Regions from separate parts of the Mus musculus genome. Here regions 1 and 3 are each linked to region 2. Evidence: chromatin contacts called from public HiChIP or PLAC-seq and promoter capture Hi-C data. All regions are on one chromosome and are shown on one strand. The core of a region is the stretch at or near the end of the contact, and the rest is flanking DNA. Distances in the headings are between cores, read along the strand shown. Region 1 holds the start of Mrpl39 (mitochondrial ribosomal protein L39). Region 2 holds the start of Usp16 (ubiquitin specific peptidase 16). Region 3 holds the start of Jam2 (junction adhesion molecule 2).

Region 1 (2,835 bases), core at 298-2,797, 2.7 Mb after region 2:
GCAAGCATAGACAGGTATGCAGGAAAAAAATTATACATATTTTGAAGGAACTCTTGGTCAAAAGTCTATCTTGGGTAGGTCTCTCCAACTCTCCAAACGTTGCTTGGCAGACATTCAAGGCAGTTGTGTGGGTTAATAAACAGTTTTATAATTAGCATATATTCAGTACTTGTTGGTCAGTATCACCTGTGGCATCCTTCCAGCAAAATTACTTTCTGCGATAGTAGACGCTCCAATCAGCTGTGTGCAGATGTGCTTATGATTAATTTTTCTCAAGCTAACGTCCAGAGGATTGTTTTAAATGTGGCCGTGAACTATAGTTTTCGGGGTGGGGTGAAATGGACACAATCTCTAAAAGCTGTGAAGCTGAAAGCTTTCAGGGGAACCATAGAACATTTAAGGAAGAAACACACATGCACGCTCACACGCGCGCACACTTTTCCAGAGTTGATTTAGAACTTCTATTGTTAGGAAAAGGTGTGTTAAGTAGCTAAAGGCTTCTCCAGCTCCTACCTAAGCCTTCTTGAGGAGGGATTGCAGGCATCAGTCACTATTCTCGGCCGAGGACTTTACATGAGATAGGCCAGTACAATATTGAATGGTTGAATCCAAATTTATACTTACATGTCTTGCCTTAAAGATGAGGAAAGGTCTTAACACTTTCCCTATGCAATTGTAAACATGTATTATTTGGGCCAAGGAGACAGCACATTTGTGTGGCATAAAACATAGCATTTGTGACCGAGCTTACCCTTCCGCCTGGTGGCAGTGTGTGCTCCACCACAAGTTAAAAGTAGGGATCATGTGAAAATTCCTGACTAAATTTATAAAACTATATTGGTTCATTGGTTCAGCTTTGCAGAAGTAAAGAATGCTGCTCCAACGGGAACGTGCTGGCACCACAAAGGCGTTAGATGTAGCAGTGTGTTTTTACCAACCGTCATAACAAATATTTGCTGAGCTGCCAAGCACGGTTTGCGTTTCTGGGATACATCCAGGGACGAGACACAGATTCCCGGTTACTCCGTGCAGTCGTGCCTAGATCATTCGGAAAAGAGTTCTAGGACGTTCTTTGCAAAATCAACACGACGTGTTTCCAAGAGCCCAGGAACGTGGCCGACTAAACGGTGAACCGGGTTCAGCCCCACTGCAGCCGACCTGAAACTCACTTTTGCAAACCTCTTTTATTTCCACCCTCTAGAGTTGTACCCGGCGTGGCTGGCCAGACTGTCAAAGACGTAACGCAAAGAGTCCTCCTCTAATTTTTTTCTGCCGGGAATCTGGAACCCTCGTGAGACAAAGGCGCCTGTGTGACTCCTCTGTCCAATAGACACTTCTGCGACTCCTCAGGGCAGCCGGTCGTCCCCGAGCCAAGGACAAGACTCGCAGCGCGGCCAAGGGTGAGCCATCCAAGGAGAGGCGCGCATGCGCCCCCGCGTGGCTCGGCGCGCTCCTAGCATCCGGTCCCGAGCTGATCAGTCCTACGGAACCTCCGCCGCGGGTTCCGCGTTTCCGGGGGAAGAGGGACGAGAAGGACCGGGACGCCGAGCTACCTTGGCTACTTCGGGAAGCCATGGCTACCGCGGTGGGAAGGCTGGTTCTTCGGCGGCCCGGCGCGGGCGGCGGGGCTCGCTGGAGTGAGTTTTTTGTGTTCCCGGTGTGGGAAGACAATCTGGGGTGCAGGAATCAGGGAAAGAGAAGGGATGCGGGCATGGGCGGCTCTTGTGGGGGGTTTTAGGAGCCCCAGTCTTCGGCAAACATGTCCCCATCTCCCAGGGAGTGAGGACTCGCGCTTGCCTAGCCAAGTCCCTTGCTTTGGGGTGTGGAAGAAAAGTTCAGCATTTCTCATGCTAGCTATTGATCGTTTGGACACGGGGATTCCGCCTTCCTGGAGCGTTCTCCTCCCCTCCAGACCGTTTCCAACTACAACTTTGCTCTCCTTCCCAATCGAGTCTGGTTTTAGGACGCCACTGAGGAAATCGGTGGTGATGTGAGAGTAAATCAGAGCCCAGCGTTTTTGTTTTTTGTTTTTTCGTTGTTGGATCCTAAATTATTAACATTATAAAGTGGTTCAAGTTTGCCTCAGTCGAATTTTTGACTTATGTTCTGCAAAATTCTACCGTTTTCAATACTTGTTACAGGTCCAGAGTAAACTACGTACTTTGCTTTCTTAATAGGATTTATAGCGACGTCGCCAGCTGCCGAGCTGTCACCCACGGAGCTGACAGAAATGCGGAATGATCTGTTTAACAGAGAGAAAAGCAGGCAGTTATCGTTAACCCCCCGAACGGAGAAGATCGAAGTTAAGCATGTTGGGAAAACTGATCCCGGCACTGTCTTCGTGATGAATAAAAACATCTCAACCCCTTACAGTTGTGCCATGCGTAAGCAGCAGAACAATGTTGACCATTTTACACGCGCTGTGCAGAGCACTGCAGAGGGGAACATGCTGTCATTACTTGGCGAAGCTGTAGAATTTATTTGCAGCCATTTTGCCACCCACTGTCCCCTTTGTTTTGTGGGTACGGTGGGTATCGTAGCATTTCTCTGCTGTACAGGTTGTCTCCCTAGTTTGTCTGAATATGACTATGTAATATGCATGTTCTGGGAGCATTTATCTAGCAGGTCTCATTAAAGTATTTTGAGGGTTGTTTTTTTGGTTTGTTTTGGTTTGTTTTTTTCTTGAGTTTTCATTTATTCTACCTTTATCTTTTTAGTTTTTTTTTTCCCCCCGAGTATATGTCTCATCTCCTTCCTACTTGTCCCATGTTGTGGTTTTATCTAGTATAGGTACTAAATGTGTGAATGGAAACATAAGTATAGTGAATGCTGACG
Region 2 (2,700 bases), core at 200-2,699:
GGATTAAAGGCGTGTGCCAACATCACCACCAGGTTTTAATGAAGATTTAAGAAAACCTGCATTAGCCGCGTTGAAGGCCAGCCTGGTCTATGGAGCGAGTTCCAAGACAGCCAAAGCTGTACAAGAAGACCTTGTCTCGAAGAACAAAGCAAACACACAGAGAGGGACAGAGAGGAAAAAGATATGTACTATCCTGTATCTGTTTCTCTACCACAGTAAACTGCTTTTCAAATCTATAATCTGAACAATTTCTCTCTCCTTTCCTCCCTCTCCCCCTCCCCCTCCCACCCTACCCCCACCCTCCTCTGAAATCCGAAGCCTTAGGAGAAAGAACTGGTTCTGGGCAGAATTTCTATCTTGCCTATAGCATACTGTGAGTACATAGTAGGTCCTCAAGAAAAACTTCCTCCGCTAATGGCGCACACCTTTAATCCCAGCACCGCAAAAGTAGGCAGTTACAAAGCTCCAGGCCAGCTACAGCGAGGTGGTCAGATGGACGGACGGACGGACGGACGGACAGAGGGACAGAGAGATGAGATGAGATGAGATGAGAGAGAATATTACCTGAGAAGGCACAACTTCAGGTGTAAAAGAAAAAGGCGGACATGCGGACATTAATTAAATCATAAGCCTTCAGTTGTGGAGACAGAGCTAGAAGATCTGGTTTAAGGACTGCAGCTTCCCTTGAGACAGCAGAGGGAAACTTGAAAGACAAACTTTTAATTAGGGCAACCAAACCCATGACTGAAGTGTCAGTCGATGCTACTGAAGGAGCTACAGTAAACTTCTGACAGCTGTGAAGGTCACTGCTGCGCCGTGGGAACGGCGTCTATAAAACAGTAATGCTCGGTCCCGCAGCGTCCAGGGGAGTTTTCAGACGAGAATTGCCACCTTGGTCCAACTACTCGCTCGCGGCTCCCTCCCTTGGCTGAAATCACAACTCCTGCTGTCAGCCTCCTATCCAGCCGGCTGCTTTCCTTTTCTGCCCTCCCGGTCCTCCTCTGCCTTCGCTAAGCCATCATCACCACCAAGGCAATGTCGGAAAGCCCCTGTCAGCAGGTCTCTCTACAACGTGGCTCTCCAGTTTCGACGTAGGCTGTCACCCGGAGGTGGCAGCGCCAGCCGCGCTTACAACGCACACGGTGTCACCGGGCGCTCCCCGGAGCTCGCACGCCAGCCGCCCGCCCAGCCACCCTTCCCGTCGCCCGCCGGCCCTACCGACTGCTCGGCGCCCACCGGGCCGGCCCTGGAGCCGACAGCACCCGCAGTAGATGAGGATGAGGCCGAGGCAGGGCGGGAGTGTGGCGGCGGCGGGGGTGGCCGGTACTCACCCGGGGCGACGGCGCCCATAACTGCCTCCCGCGACGGGCCCGGAGCCGGCCGCCAGCTCCGCTTCCTCCAGGTGACGCAGAGAGAGCGACGCGGTGGAACCAGCCACCCTCCCGGAGAGGCAACTTCCGGAACGCGGCATTGTGGGAAATGGCTCGGCCTCCCTTGGGGTGGGTGCGTGGGAGGCCCGCCACGTGTTCACTGCAGTGTTAACTGTGGAGTAATTTAAATCCTCCTAGGGAGTGGATGACGGGTCCTGGCCCTTGGCTTGGAAAGTCCTTCATGGCTACCTCTCTTAAATACGTTATTTCTGCAGGATGGCCAAGAGAGCGACGTAATTACACACGTCTCTCCTTTCCCCTAATCCTGTCCCACTCGCTTATAAATGTGAGTGTTCTTTCTTCCAACCCCAGCCTTCACCTTGCTGACCTTGTCCAAACTGACAGGAATTAAAGGGGAATGTTACAGTGTAAAGTCCTGAAGATTTGAGTTGCGGTTGGTTGACGAGAAACAGTAACTACACACTCTGTGCCGAGTCTTTTGTAGCACCCGTTAAGCGGACCTCAGCGGAGACAGTAATCACAGAAAACTACCTGTGCGTGTTAGTAGCAAAATAGGCAGAAGTAAGCAACACGGTAAAAGAACAGTTGATGGTGTGTGCGAGGGGATGCCATAAAGAAACCACTTGAAACTGCCGCTCAGTTAGGGGGAAGGTTTTTATTGTGAATAAGAGAAAAACTACTCAAAGGCATCGGGAAGAGTCCAGTGCAGAGAGAGGAAGGCCAGGGCTAGGGAAGCAAGAGAGTGGGAAAGAAGAGTGGATGGACATAGCACGATTGAAAAAAAAAAAAAGTAGCCAGAAGAGTCGGGGGCAAGGAAGGGGCAAAGAGAACGGGAATCAGGACCCAGATGAGAGAAGGTCCTGCGGGCTAGGGTGAAGGCTTTGAGATGTGTACTTGTGAACCGGGACTGAGGGAGCCTAGAGGCCAGTTCTAGACTTATCTAGACCTATCATAGGCAACCGCGAGTGTATATTAATGGAGAATCATGTCCCTTCTGTCAGAGGCAAGGGACATGAGTCCTTTTGGGGAGAAAACAAACCCTCAAGGTTCCTCAAACCTCAAAGATCCCGAGGAATGTTGGCTTTTTATCTAACCACCCGAAATCCTTCCATAGTCCAGCTTGAGCTCATTTCTAGATATATGGCCTTCTAAAAGATTGCAAATGAAATATTCAAACTTACTAGTTGTCAGATAAAACTATGTTGAAATAGTAGCATAAAACTGGAAAATTGGCCAGTATAATTTTTTTTAATTAATCACTCTATTGGTTTATATCTCAAATGATATCCCAGTTCCCAGTTACCCCTCC
Region 3 (2,934 bases), core at 372-2,871, 2.7 Mb after region 2:
TCATACTCAGTACATTACCTCTCAAACCCTAAGTGTTCCGTTTGATACCAGCTGATATTTCAGCATGCATAAAGATTTCATTGCGAATGTCAACTTCCTGGCTTGATATATACCTCCCCCTGAGTCAGCAGGCACCCTGTTCGGGTTCTGAGCGGCAAATCGTTTTGTGAGCCCCCATCACTTTGGTCTGAGAAAAAGCCTCAGCGTTAGTGTTAAGACGTTCGTCGGGCAGAATAATTGAACTACTATTAAGTACTGTGACTAGAACTTGAACCTCAACAATAACACATTTACCCCTCCCTAGTGAAGAAACCAACAGAACAAAAGATAACAGGGAGGGGGAGGGTGTTTATCATCATCATCAACAACAACAACAACAACAACAACAAGGACTTCCTCACTTAAAAATAGATAGTAATTTCCTACCTTTTCCTAAAAAGTTAACGCGAAGAAAACAAAAATCAAATTTCAAATCACATTAGGCCAGCACCCGCGCAAATCCTCTTTCAAAGTACCCAGAGAAACTAAACTGGCTTTGGGACGCCTCCGCAGCTATGCCAGCTGCCAGCTCGCTCATTCATCGCCTGCGCCTTTCTAACAATCCTAACAGCCAGTCCCGCTGGCTGGACATCCCCTGAGGACACGGCAGCTGGCTGGAGCGGACAGACTTCTCTAAGCCGGTTTTGCAGGCGTAAAGGCGAAAAGCTACTGGGGCTCAGCTAATTTCACCCCGCTACCGCCTCTAAAGTGCTTTACCCAGCACCTTGCCCGGGGCAGCTGGGACCGTAACCACTGATCCCTCAGCCGCAGCTACTTAAGAGTGGCCTTCGCCAACCCCGGATGCCATCTTTCTTGGGCTCTTCGCATCTTGAATACTTAGAGAGTTTTGCATTCTGATCACGTCCCGGTGTCTTTGAAAACTTCCTCGGACTTTGCAAGGAGATGAGGATCGTCTGTTTTCTTCAATTCTTAACTGCCCAGATCCAACACTATTTACAAGACGCACAGGACTTCAGTCTCCCTGCCCAGAGCCTGCCCTCATCCAGATTACCCTCCGTGCTCCCAGACTGCAAAGCCTGGCGCCCCGAGACAGACCCCCTAGCACTGAGCGCCATGCCTGCAGGCGAGGGTCCCGGAGGCTGGTATAGCCAGACCGGAGGGTGGAAAGGACTGTTACCCCAGAGACTTACAGTCCAGGGCGACGATCAAGTAGTGTAGCAGCAGCAGCATCAGGAGGCCTTGGGGGCTCCTCGCCATCTACGCGGGCGCCAGCTGGCTGCCTAGCTGAGGGTCCCCCTGCAGGAGCGCGACAGGCGGCTGGGTCTCCCAGCACTTCGCCCGGCGGCGGAGCAGAGGAGGTCCCTGAGAGGTGGAAGCAGAGGGGCGGGTCCTGTCCCGATGTCAGTCTCTCCGGTCTGGGGTGTCTCCAGCGACTGTCGTGGGGGCAGGTCTTCTGGCCCTAGGACGTGGTGTCTGGGACAGTCCTTCTTTTGAAGGGTGGAAGAGGGTTGAGGGGAGGGCGTGGACGCGGGACGCGGTGTCCGCAGGGTCCTAAGCGAGTGGCGGCAGAGGACTAGCCTCTTGAGGGAGAACCCTGCAGGTCGGCCCCCCGCCCCCAGACTGATCCGCTTTGTGTCTAGTCCCGCGCTAGGCTGCCAGCTGTCCCCAGGGCGAGGAGCTGGGGGCAGGAGGAGCGCAGCCGGGTGGGATGGGCAGGGTGTGTGTGTGTTGGGAGCGGTAGTGGCTCGGTCTGTCTCGCCATGTCTCTCCTCTTGGCGCAAAAAAACTTCCTTTTCAGTGTTTTGCCTAGCGTGGGAGATATTTTTTGGAAAATTTCTATCTAGCGGACAAAACCGCTGGCGAAGCGCTCTTAAAGTATAGGGGCATGAGCTCAGCCCCTGCCTCTAGAAAGGGGGGGTGGGGAGGGGCGGAGGGGGCGGGGGACAAAGGCATCACTCAAGTTGCAAGTCAGGTCCCAGATTTTATCATCAGGCTTAGCCTCTTCTGGCTTCAAGTCCGTCCTCCCCGTCCCCCCAACCCCTTAGAGAGTTAAGGTGTGTTCTGGGCTCTTGGCTTCTTAGTTGTCATCTGGAAGTTCATCTAACGGTGTGAAATATTTATCTTGTTTCTTCCCCGTTATGTAACTGCCGCCTGTGGAGTTTTCCACATGTTAAAACTCTACAGCTGCCCTTTTGTCAGGTTTATTTTTGGTCTCATGTGCTTTTAAAAGGGAAATCCATTATGAATGCTCCAGTGCGTGCTTTAAAATTGACCCGCACTTCGGAAGCGTGCACTTGCAAAGGCGATTTTCACATTTCCTCTCCAGAACTGATGGCTGGGGCATTCAAGAAAATTGACCCGTCTGTGTAAAGGCCGTTGTCAGGTGAAGACATTTTTTAAAATCGTTTTAAATAAAGCTAAATAATAAATAATTATGTGTAGAGGATGGCTGATTTAGTGGTGGACCACTTACAAAGAATTGAGCCAGCCTTGCGGACAAAGGCTTAAGATATACTTAGATATGCAGAGCTGTGAGGAATGAGGCATCCCCACTGTTGCCTGGGCAACAGTGATGAAAGCTTTGGCCCTCATGGGGAAGGGGAGGGGACAGAAGACCCCTGAGGGCAAGAAAAGCAAAGTTAAAAAAAAAAAAAAAAAAAAAGGCAAAAATGGAGCTGGTAGCCCAAACTCACAAACAGTAAGGGAGTAAGGGTGTCATCTAACTTAAGACTTAAGGCAAAAAAAAAAAAAAAAAAAAAAAAAGACTTAAGGCCTGTGCTCAGAGACAGGTTAAGTCAATTGTCCTTGACAATCCAATTAAAAGAGTCAAATTAGTCGTGAAAACTGAGAAGAGAAAGGGAGAGATATTGATTGATTGATTGATTGATTCGATATAGCCACATTGTAGAGTTCCAGTGAACCCCAAGTCTGTCT

Evidence for each region. Promoter capture Hi-C pulls out the DNA fragments that hold promoters and counts their contacts. HiChIP or PLAC-seq counts read pairs in DNA pulled down with a chosen protein or histone mark.
Region 1: a promoter capture Hi-C map of second pharyngeal arch cranial neural crest shows a contact between it and region 2. The contact joins the promoter of Mrpl39 here to the promoter of Usp16 in region 2. A contact is called at or near these places in 8 of 39 promoter capture datasets (cranial neural crest, frontonasal cranial neural crest, hippocampal neurons and 4 more), 1 of 115 datasets of contacts at active chromatin or transcription factors (pro-B cells) and 1 of 9 other capture datasets (liver).
Region 3: an H3K27ac HiChIP or PLAC-seq map of embryonic stem cells shows a contact between it and region 2, with 6 times the contacts expected there. The contact joins the promoter of Jam2 here to the promoter of Usp16 in region 2. A contact is called at or near these places in 3 of 39 promoter capture datasets (the 3T3-L1 cell line, cranial neural crest and hippocampal neurons) and 6 of 115 datasets of contacts at active chromatin or transcription factors (embryonic stem cells and fibro-adipogenic progenitors).

Annotation. Positions count from the first base shown.
Region 1 is chr16:84,733,956-84,736,790 of GRCm38.p6, reverse strand. Mrpl39 (mitochondrial ribosomal protein L39) reads left to right here and starts at 1,547. Exons shown (of 10, transcript NM_017404.5): 1 at 1,547-1,637; 2 at 2,178-2,384. The coding sequence starts at 1,574.
Region 2 is chr16:87,453,734-87,456,433 of GRCm38.p6, reverse strand. Usp16 (ubiquitin specific peptidase 16) reads right to left here and starts at 1,449. Exons shown (of 18, transcript NM_024258.2): 1 at 1,332-1,449.
Region 3 is chr16:84,772,810-84,775,743 of GRCm38.p6, reverse strand. It overlaps Jam2 (junction adhesion molecule 2), which reads right to left and starts at 1,621. Exons shown (of 10, transcript NM_023844.5): 1 at 1,191-1,621. The coding sequence starts at 1,257.